3 separate regions of the Danio rerio genome follow, and all the other regions are linked to region 2. A link is a contact called in public Hi-C and HiChIP or PLAC-seq data. All regions are on one chromosome and are shown on one strand. The core of a region is the stretch at or near the end of the contact, and the rest is flanking DNA. Distances in the headings are between cores, read along the strand shown.

Evidence for each region. Hi-C and Micro-C count contacts between places; a contact is called where the count stands out from the background. HiChIP or PLAC-seq counts read pairs in DNA pulled down with a chosen protein or histone mark.
Region 1: a contact with region 2 is called in an H3K4me3 HiChIP or PLAC-seq map of embryo, with 10 times the contacts expected there. The contact joins the promoter of gpr27 here to the promoter of zgc:113054 in region 2. A contact is called at or near these places in 5 of 18 Hi-C or Micro-C datasets (caudal fin, embryo, hematopoietic stem cells and 1 more) and 2 of 4 datasets of contacts at active chromatin or transcription factors (caudal fin and embryo).
Region 3: a Hi-C map of fibroblasts shows a contact between it and region 2, with 5 times the contacts expected there. The contact joins the promoter of foxp1b here to the promoter of zgc:113054 in region 2. A contact is called at or near these places in 6 of 18 Hi-C or Micro-C datasets (caudal fin, embryo, fibroblasts and 1 more) and 1 of 4 datasets of contacts at active chromatin or transcription factors (caudal fin).

What each region holds. Positions count from the first base shown.
Region 1 is chr6:46,419,763-46,423,546 of GRCz12tu, reverse strand. It overlaps gpr27 (G protein-coupled receptor 27), which reads right to left and starts at 1,345. Exons shown (of 1, transcript NM_001114434.1): 1 at 1-1,345. The coding sequence starts at 860.
Region 2 is chr6:45,955,231-45,959,291 of GRCz12tu, reverse strand. zgc:113054 reads right to left here and starts at 2,430. Exons shown (of 11, transcript NM_001013450.1): 1 at 2,235-2,430; 2 at 167-356. The coding sequence starts at 2,250. It overlaps eevs (2-epi-5-epi-valiolone synthase), which reads left to right and starts at 2,442. Exons shown (of 5, transcript XM_001343386.9): 1 at 2,442-4,020. The coding sequence starts at 3,818.
Region 3 is chr6:46,400,616-46,404,316 of GRCz12tu, reverse strand. foxp1b (forkhead box P1b) reads left to right here and starts at 2,334. Exons shown (of 20, transcript NM_001039637.1): 1 at 2,334-2,402.

The DNA of each region.
Region 1 (3,784 bases), core at 96-2,595, 470 kb before region 2:
ATCTTTCCTATCCGTTTCTCCATCTTGAACTCGTCCAGCACGAGCAGCCTCCTGTTGGCGTTGTGTGCCGCCTGCCTGATGCCCACTAACGTCGGCGGCGTCGGACCGCGTCCAAAGCCCGCGATCCAGTTGGCAGCGGCCTGTCCCGTCGCGCCCGGCCCGTGAAAGGTCCAGTTCTGGCTGATAGCCGGAACCAGCTGCGCCGGCTTCATTTTTCGGTGGTCGTAAACAAAACACAGCATTTTGACATACACGACGTGGGTCGTGGCCACGATCACGGCCAGCATGAGCATGAAGCCCAGCGTGTCGTTGGCTTTCACGTATCTGTGCTCGAATATGCACTGCTCTTCCTCCCGGATGAATTTGTAAGTCCCGACATCGAAGACCGGGGGAAATGCCATCGCGACCGACAGCGTCCAAACCATACATATCACCGCGACGCATGTCCACAGCGTCATGCGTTTGGAGTAGAAGCGGTGGTGCGCGATGGCCATGTAGCGCGTTACGCTGACGCAGAACAGGAGGAACGCGATGTGGAAGCAGAACAGGACGGCCATGAAGGCGATGATCTTGCAGCTGATGTAGCTGTAGCTCCATACAGAGCCGCTGTTGATGGAGATCATCACGAACGGGAAGCACACAGCCGAGCGGATGATGTCTGCCACGCACAGGTCGAGGAGGAAGTAATATGGAGCCTTGTGGAGCGAGCTGTCTTTCAGCACCAGCACGGACAGCACGCTATTCCCGAGCAGGCTGATGCAGGTGATGAGACCCAAAGACGCCAGTTTGACCGCAGACGCAGTGATGGCATAATTCTGGAGCGAGGGGTTGCTTCCCCCTGGTTCACTTGTGTTCGCCATCTGTGCAAGCACAACCCAGCCTGGGCTTTGTAATCCGACATTAAGCAGTCCTGGTCCCCCAGTTTGATGAACAAAATATTAGTCGATAACACTCAGTTGAGTTTTTTATATGACCGTACCTCTAGCCGTTTGGTGATCCAAGACATCGCGCGCATCGTTTCGGCGTCGTGCGGTTCTTGATTCTTCAAAAATGGAGCTGCTGAGTAATCCATGAAATGTCGAAGAAAAGGCACCCTAATAAACACGTATCCGTCTCCATTGATCTGAAAATCGCGGTCGTGTAGGCCGAAAACAACCCAAGACGTTTCATCAAAACACAAATAACAGCTTATACGCACGCGTCCAGTTTGTTGTGGAGATCGCGACGAAGCACGTAGCCGTCTTGTCTGCGTTCTTGTTTTGGCGAAACCTCCGGTGACACAAACGGTGGGTCCGTCTTTATGGAGAACGGGGCGATTCTGACATCGAGTCTACTGGCAGCGGCCGATAGGATGACGCCTCGCGACGCGTCGCGCCGCAACGGCTTGAGGCTGCATGTCTACAGTGAAGCTGCACGTCATCTTAAATCGTTTGCAAACGCCAGCCAATCAGCTGTAAGCTCGATGACTTCGGCAACGATTAAGTCGATGTAGCCTATATTCAGATGTATTATATTCTTTGTAATAAAGATTTATAAATAATTAAGTAAATTAATTTGCTAGAGATACATATGAATGGGCAATAAATACATCCTATTCAAATAGCAACCACCGAGCACATGCTGAAAAACACTGGCAGTATAGATGGCTTCTTTTTCAAATTTCTAGCTAATTGGCTTGGCCTAATAAATGAGACATTACATTTTGAAGTAGCTATGTGGACGTAAAATAATCAGCCAGGAAAATCGCCAGTATGGAGTCATTTAAGGTAAACGAGGCGCTGTCCGTGGTGCTGAAGAGTAACCATGACTGATCCCTGTCAATCAACCCACTGTTGACTAAATTACTCTGTCTGCAAATTGTGATTATAAAAAAAACAGTCTGAAGTCACACAATCACACAAGAGATAGTCTATATTTTGAACAAAAAAGCCTATGCATTGCCTAAAAAGATAGTACTTTCATTTCCATTTCATCACCAGTCAGTTTTGAGTTGAATAGCGTCCTCTAGTGTTTAGATATGATCATGCAATTAAGCAAACTTCTGTGGCACAACAGGAATAAAAAAAATATATAATTTTGTGTTCAACAAAGAAAAGAAGAATATACAATTTTATAACAAGTGGAGGGTGGGTAAATGATATCAGAATAACAAAACAGAAAAAATAAGGTGAATTACCTCTTTTTGAACCATTGGAAAGCACCCTTTTCTACTACAAAAAAAATTATAAACTTGCAGATTTCCTTTATTAGATTTTTATTTGATTTGTTCTTTAATTTTGACTGAAGTGTGAATAAAGAGTTGTTCAACACATTTTATTGCATACTGAAGATAACCTAATGACCTTTCCAGTTCATATTGAATGTTATATACACTGAATGAATATATTTGTTTGATTGTAGCCTCACTGGTCACAGGGTCCTTTGGGATTGTGTGTCTTTGAGGTCAAATTAACTCAAGGTACAGTAGTAGAACTGTAGTTTTGGTCATTTTGACATTAGTTTTTCCTCTCCATATAAATGTGAACATGTAAAAGAATAAGCTCCTGTTGTGCAGCTGTGCTCAAAGAAAATCGAAAAAGAAAAATGAGCAGCAAAGATGTTAATTTTGAAAATTGCTTTTATTGTGATGATGATTGTTCAGACATACATTGAAGTCTCTGACACTTCAAACGTATTAATTCTTGCAGAAGATGAAGATTAATTATGTATTAATTAGGTGATTGTGTGTTTTCTATGACTAATGTCAAAATTTATTTTTAATTATTATTTATATTTGGCTCCACCTAGTGGCAAATGTCCGAATGAACGGGATTTTTTGGGCAATTCACATTCAAATTGTTAGTTTATTCCGAAATATTGCTCATACACTTAAAACATATTTTTGTTGCAGCACGATTTTTGAGATTTCGTTGGGAAAACTTAATTATTTATGTTCAATCCACTTAAATTTGTAACAACTATTAAGTTTACTCAATTCCTTCATGTTATCCCAACACAAATTGATTGTGTCAAACCCAACATTGTTTACAGTGTACACAGTTTTTAAAAACACAGTTTGATTAATGTAAGTTGAGATGACTAGAACATTTCATTTGATTCCACAAAATTTAAGACACTGCAATTTTTATAGTGTGACAAGCTTTTACCTGCTGGGTGGCCAAACTTTTTTCTTATTAAGGGCCAAAAACCAAATTTGATTGAGGGTGGTGCACGCCACAAAATATTACTGCTGCTTGTTCAAACCACCTGTTTAAAATAAGATGAAACAACACAACTTTTGTCTTTTCTTCAGCCAGTTTATTTGTTTTATGTGCAGTCCACTTAAATTTGTAAACCATTAAGTCAACTTAAGCATGAAGGAGACAACATGAAGGAGTTGTGTTGGTCCAACTACCTGTTTAGGGGATGTGTATTCCCAGCATAGGGAATCAAATGAAGAGAGGGAAATGTTGACAGTAAAAGTTATTTTACAGGTGTTTAAAGTTAATAGAAAGAATTGTTAGAGTTTAATATTCCCTTTTATTTGAAGATTTAGAAGAGTTTCATAAATTCATGGCTCTTTTAGTTAATTTAGGATAACTTAAAATTACACTAAGAGACTTTGAAATGTACAACACACACTAGACATACATGATATTAATGATAGTTAAAATACATAATAGTTAAATAAAAATAGTTATGAATTTAAACTTTTATTTGATAAAATCATGTTGGACCAGCTCAGTTGCATTTAATTGTGTAAATAGTTTTTTTAAGTTGGTGCTAAACAGTTTCATTGAATGGA
Region 2 (4,061 bases), core at 1,181-3,680:
GTTAAACAATCCCCATGCTCTGTCTTGGGTCAATGTTGACTTCATAAAACAGTAATATAATGCATGCTAACAGCACTATTTAAACACTATTAAAAACTGTTTAAACACAAACATATATTAAGGATCTTTAACCCACACTATATATCTCAGGGGAATAGTAAGTTACCTATACAACTCAGTCAACGGTTCACTCTCCTTGCTGCTCAGTTGTTCAAGGTATTCGTCTAGTCCACTAGCGATGTCCAAAGCCTTCTGAAGATTATCCCGAAGTTCGACTGGAATACTTGCATGATTCTCTGCGATCTCTTTTGCCTTCAGCAGGTGTTCAACGATGAACTCCACAGGAGTGTCTGAAACTAATATTCAGAAAGTAAATAACTAGATTGTCATTGTGCGGTTAGAGGTGTTAGTCCAGTAGGCTTTTCCTGCTATCTAATTTTCTTGCTGCTATTAACGGCAGAAGCTTTTAACATGATTATCATCATAATAATTAATAATTATGCACAATATTTTGAACTGTTCACAATATATTCAGTGCATGTTTATAATCACAATATATTGAATATTGGCATGTCTAAATTCCAGTGACTAATATTATTACATGCATGCTCTATGGAATTGCAAATTTGACAGTAGAGCATTGAGCTAGAGCTGAGGTGCAAATAAAATGTATTACATTCTTAAAAATATAAATCATTCTAGTCAAATATATCAGTGATTATCAGTAGTATTGTTCTAAACTGACCAACAGCTTAAGTTGTTATAAAAGTATCTGCACTGGTTTGTAATTGAACTCTCGATCATGAAACAAATACATATACTAGGCATCTTTGCTCCAGTAACTTGAATTTTAGGAGTGTATAACTTTTTTATAGGCTCTATGTTATACTGTATCATGTTAATCGTCAATCCAGTGTATGACACACAGGTCATTTACATTTTTTTAATTGTATTTTTTTATTAATAATTTAAAAATAAAGCTTTAAAAAGAGAGGTCTGTGGATAGTGCATGTGCATTTTGTGAGATCAATGCATTGGGTGGAGCTAAAGACCTCTACTGTTTCTCAATAACTCTGTGGAATTTTCTGCGCAGCCTCATGTGTAAAATACTTTTTCTGCACTAATTGTACTATTAAAATAACAATTTGTTTTTTGTAAATTTGTAATTAATTAATGCATTCCTGTTTTCATATGTGAATATTACGAATATAAAACGTTTATACATTTAATTAAATACAGATCATATGGAAACCAGACTGCTGCTTTCAGATTTTTAATTAAAACATTTTTTTAACATTTTAATATATACATAAAGAATATTCATGTATGTACAGTTGCAATCCAAATTATTAAACCCCCTTTGAATTTCTTTCTTTTTTTAAAAAAAATATATTTCCCAAATGATGTTCAACAGAGCGAGGACATTTTCACAGTATATCTGATAATATTTTTTTCTTCTGGAGAAAGTCTTATTTGTTTTTAATTTTAAAAAAAATTCAAGGACAGAACTATTAGCCCCTTTAAGCTATATATTTTTTCGATAGTCTACAAAACAAACCATCATTATACAATAACTTGCCTATCCTGCCTAGTTCACCTAATTAACCCAGTTAAGCCTTTAAAATGTCACTTTAAGCTGCACAGAAGTGTCTTGAAAAATCTAGTAAAATATTATTTACTGTCATCATGGCAAAGATAAAATAAATCAGTTATTTGAAATGAGTTATTAAAACTATTATTTTTAAAATGTGTTGAGAAAAAAAAAACTAAAAATAAACGGGGGGGGGGGGTATAATTCGGGGGGAGTGGGTTAATAATTCTGACTGCAACAGTGTGTTTTCAGCAACGGTTCTGTTTCATTCCCTGGATTGAAGCGAATTGCATTGACGGCAGGAGGAGCTCTAATGTTCCACACATAAACACAACAGTTTAACACGATCATCGCATGACATGTTTTCGTTTTTATTGTGTTCTAAAGTAATTTATTAACCGTGTCGTGTTGATATTAGGAGTACTCTGACCGAGTTCAGCAACACTAACCCAGACTGGAATCCCACTCGTGACTTTGTGAAGTTATTTTTGGCTGTCCTGATAGTAAGTCTCAGCTAGATTTATGAGACAATATTAAGCACGCGTTAGCACTGCTCCAGCAAGCAAAACAGACGTTATTTCAGAAAACTGCGGTTTGGTTTGTCATTTAGCGAGCTCCAACAGACCCACGTAAACATTCCTACCTTTTGCTGTCTGCATGGCGAATCCGTGTAGTTAGAGTAGGGAGGGCTTAGTTGTGTTGGCCGTGTTCCCCGTTGAGCAAACCCACCCTACATGTACAGTTTATGCAAAGGAGCGCGTCACAAACTTACACAAGGTAACGATTTCGCCTTGAGTGCATTGCTCCGCTTCTATAGCTGCCTGCCACGTGTGCGCGCGCAGCGCACTGACTATGTAACTGTGTATGGGTCACCCGGGTCGCAGTGACCCGGGCGCAGTGCCCCACTGAGGTCACGTTATCTCAACCTGCTCTGTCAAATATGTTAATGATTGCTAAATATTTTTTTTAAATCATGAGGAACAAGGTTTGGCTCATTTGACTGTCTAAGACAGGGTTTTCATCAATACATATTAATCTTAAAGGCTACACCTTGTGAAGCTATAGCCTAGGCTTTGTTTGTGTGCATATAACTTTATTCTTTAGATATTTAATCTATGTTTCTGTTTATAGTTGAAAATGGAATGAAAGTAATGTTAGAGATTAATAGTTGTGAGTAAAAATAGAAACTTGACCTCAAGCAATTCCAAAGATCAGATGAAGTCTACAGTATATGACATGCAAAGGCATGCAATAAAAAAAATCAAATGATTTTTTTTCAGTACGCATGACTTCCAATAAAATCCAAAAGTACATAACACCATTCTCCACCGCACAATTTACTCTTTAAAATCAAAACACTGTCATAGAGCATAACTGCAACTGCAATTAAAAAAGGACTTTACAGTACATGCAGTAGTTACAATTACAGTGTACTTATCTAAGCATGCTGTGGGTAATCTAGTTATAGGGGTGAGTAAATATTAGGCTATATAGGCTAGATATGAAAACTGAGATGTGCTCCGAGTTTGCAGTGCATGTGGTTGCTTATCAAACAGTCAAACCAGTTTAACCAGCTTTACTTCACACCTAAAATGTCTTTCCTTTGTCTTGTTTTATTATTGTTTATTTCCATTTATAATCATGTTAATTATTTACTTTATTGTGTTTTTTCTTTGATTTATTTGATTTAGATTCAAACTGTCTAAAATTGGGATTTTAAAAATGAGTCATCTTTACAATGGATGATTACCATTGCAACTTAGAAATAAATAGTAAATAGCTCTACTATCATATAACTGTGATGGCATTCTTTTAAACAATGATATTGAACAAAAAGCTTCTGTCTTTAAAGCACATTCAGACTATTTAATGAAAGTAGTACACTTTGGTACAAGATAAATCGTTTAAATATGTGTGTGTGGTATTGTTTATTTGTTTGTTTATTTATTTTATTATTATTATCTTTTTTTTTTTGCATAATCGCGTAATACATAACATTAACCGTTGATTATATAGCTCACCTAACGCCATATTTCATAACACTCGCCTCCGGGTGTTTCGTGCACGTGAGGCCATCGCTACTAATCTTATAGTGAAGATGAGTTATGCAAGTTCAAGTTTAGTGAGAGACAGCGGGTTTTGGAGAGGGAGAAACTTTCATAAGTTTCTCGCGCAAGCTCCTCCTGCTTGATGAGCCTCAAGTCATAATATATTGACGCCTGAACTATGGAGCGACCCGGGGAGACATTTACAGTGAATTCACCTGAAGAGGTTCGCCTGCCATCTGTTCACCGGGACAACTCGACGATGGAGAACCACAACAAGCAGGAGACTGTCTTCAGCCTGGTGCAGGTGAAGGGGACGTGGAAACGCAAAGCAGGGCAAAATGCCAAGCAAGGAATGAAAGGACGAGTTTCACCGGCTAAAATGTGCGTATTAATCAAAAGTGTTTCATTTAGAGAACAGTAAT
Region 3 (3,701 bases), core at 1,085-3,584, 450 kb before region 2:
AAATGCATATGGTAGATTTATTTTCTTGTGTGATTCCTCATCTGCTTTAATTTGCAAGAGGTAGGGCTCAACAGAGAGTTTGATTTAAATTTTTTAGGTAGATTCTTTTTCAAATCCTTTTTTCTAAAATATAAGTTTTCTTGCTTCATTTATCATAATTATTTATATTTAAGTTTAGTTTTTCACTTATAAACTAATAAAATATATGAATTAACAAATTGTCATCCACATAAGCCATGCATAATTAAAGAAGCCACAAAGCCATGTGTTTTAATCTGTTTAAATCAATGGTTGTAGGCATCTTTGGCTTACATCATTGTTTTTTTACAGAGTCAGTTCAGGATTTACTCATCCCAACCTCTGTAGTTCTCCAATTAGAGCAGTGTTTCTTCATCAAATAACAGATGATAAATGTATAAACATGGCTGGATGCCTCATCATGAGGGCTTTAGTACATTCACATTGCTCTTGACTTTGCTATGATCTCAGATCCATATTTCACCCTGACAAAACAATTTTCATGGAAATGTGTTGCCCTTCCATCATCTGCTAAAGCTCAACAATAAGGATATATGTTTTTTATCAGGCCAGTAGTTCAGTTCTTCACTTGTCCTGCAAACATTTTCACTGGATCCACAGCAAACATAATGAATGTCTACTATATAGGTTAAAGAATACAGAGGGAGATATATGTGGTTGGTGGTGTGACCCTGAATTTGAATCAAATGAATGAAAAAATTCAAAACGAACCCAAAGACAATAATTTTACTTGGCATTTAGAAGAAATGTTGGAAGAAATCAGATTTTTAGTGAATAAAAAATTACCATTTACTCAAACCCAAACCTAAAAAAACAGCAAAATTATTTATATATTTTAATTTATGTATATTTAAAATTATTATCTTTGCTCTTAATAGACTTACCAACTTATAAGAGTTGCATCTTAAGGACATTGTGTTGAAAGTATTCCTTAAAATGTATTGTTAAAAAGAGAAGTTAGAGAAGTGGCCAATATTGTTGACTGTTAATTAACATGTGTTTTGTCTCTGCTTACGTGTTTGTAAAAGGGACACCGTTTAAGTGCCCTCCAAGGGAATAGAGTTTTTCCTCCCTCTCAATAGCAGCGTGCTCTCAATTAGAGTATGTTTAATCAGGAAAACGGCTCGAGTACTAATTACCTTATCATAGCATGCATGTTAATTAGTTTTTGCAAGAAGGTTTCTTGTTTTTTTTTTTTTTTTTCAATTGAATGTTCAAATGAATTCAAAGGAGGAATAACCGATGGAAGTTTTCTTTGATCTTCTGTTTACATCTGTATGTGTGTTTATACCAAAATGTGGCCTATTTGCTGGTTTGAACTTCGAAGCAATTCGGGTGGTCTTAATTGACGTGTTGTTGCTTGTTTATTTGATATATGTAAGGCCTTATTGGACGGATCATTATAAAAGCACGGTAATTATCTTAAACGCTTAACTCGGCAGCAATCCTGCCTCGTTCACATGAAAGTGGGCACGTACAGCCTTTTTTGCTCACCGCTTTAAGAAACCGACTAAAAGTGAATCAGTTTGAGTCATTGTCACCTCACCTCAAGATGCTGTTTGAAAGAAGATCCTCGTAGATTTTTTATTAACCCTGTCATGATTTTTGTGTTGTGTACTTGCTGTTATAATTATGAAATTCCATGAGAACATTGTTTCAGGTTTAGAAATTGCCAGACAAAAATTAAAGCGTTGTCTTTTTACAAATGCGTAATACTGAGGCAAACAGGTGGTGATATCCAAGCCTCTAAAAACTGTTCTAACAATAAAGCACCATTTGTTGGTTCTTTGTTTTCCTAGTGCAAGTGTTGAGAAAGAAGCCTGAGAAATGTACTTGGGGATTACTGGATATTTCTCTAAAAGCATTTTGATGTTATGAATGAGCATAATGTACGATCTTCTGAAGCGTGGATTGATCAATTGGCCAATGCCGAGTGAACTTCAAAGCTGGATATTGAGAGAATCAATCTTTTGATTTAATATCATAGAGCAGCGTGATGGGAATTTTGAGTGCATTTCTGTGAACTCGATATGCAATTGTTTACAGTGATTGAATGGATACTTTCAGGAGGGTTTATCACTTAGTTTATTGGTTATAGTACTCTTTTTTTTTGTTTTCTATGATTTAGTGTAATTGTTAGAACAAATTAATCTTTGATTAACGAGAAATGGATGAACCGACTTTAGATTGAAGAGGCTTTTTCATTTGTTATTTGAATAATAGGAAAGTCTTGATAATTCATATTCATAAGTCATGCAACACTGATTGATAATGAATATATATGTGTTTTTAGATACCTCAACGAGACCAAAGGAATTTAATTGTAGAGTCTACAATCATCTGTTCCGTCACCTCTTGAAACAGTAAGAAACTCTATACTTTTTTGTGACATGGTCAAAAAAAATAGTGACCACTTGCATTATTTTAAATGATTGTTTCAATATATGTATTTTTAAATGGTTTAGTCACCATTTATATATCAAACTATATTTACCTGTAATTTGAGTTTATCATCTGTAATTTATATTATTGCATGTAAGGTGTATTAGCAATAGAAGCCCTATAATTTCTGAGATACAAAAAAAAAATGTAATCCCAGAATTCTTAAAAACAGAATTAGTTCAAATTAAAGCTGCGTGATATTGGTAAAATTTAACATTTTGATATTTTTTTCCTGCAATATATGTTGCGATATACTGTGTCCATACCATACAATTTCTTTCCAAATGGGGCTATTCAATCATTTGGTGAAACAATTCTCTTTGTTAACATTTTTAACCATTAACTATGAGTTTTGCTTTCATAAACTTCTAATTTAATCCTTATTAATAAGAATTATGGTAGTTTAGATATTTGGTTAGGGATGTAGAATAAACTCTTGCAGATTATGTACTTTATAAGTAAGAAGCCAATATCTCAACATGCATGCTAATACAAAACTAGGTAATAGTGAGTGTTGGTATATACAATAAAGCAAGGATACAAGTGAAACAGTGTATGATTTATGGTAATCTAAATGTAAAAATGACTCTCAAAGTCTTTACTCTATAAATAATTTTTATTACAAGTATTCTATATTAAACTTCCAATTGAATGTATTGTGCCTGAGCACCTCTCCTAAGTCTTAAAAACATACAAATTACAACATTTCACTTCATTATAGTTAAACTCTGCAGTGACTTAAATTTTGTGTTCTGAAGTGTGTCTCTTGGGCAGCTATAATCCCAACGTATCTATACAATGTGATGATAGCGGATGCTCACATTATGATATAGATGCTGAATTGATATATTGTGCAGCCCTAATGCACTTATTAAACTATGTTTTACATTTATTGTCATATTGTTATATTATGAATGTTATGTATACACAGACAATTCACAACCACCTGTCATACTGATGTTTTATTTTAAGAAATCAACAATAATTTATCAGAAGGTTCATTTGCACTTGCAGTTTTCTCCCTGTGTTCATCACCCAATCGGCCAGCAATTTTCAGTCAGGACAATGAGCCTCCTGTAACCAAGCAAATGAGCAAAGCAGTTCCTTAAAGATGAAAACATTGAAATAATTAAAAGGGAAGACCAGAGTCCTGATGTAAACCTGATTGAAAATTTCCAGCACCTATTCCTTAATTCTAAACAATGAAGATTACATTATTT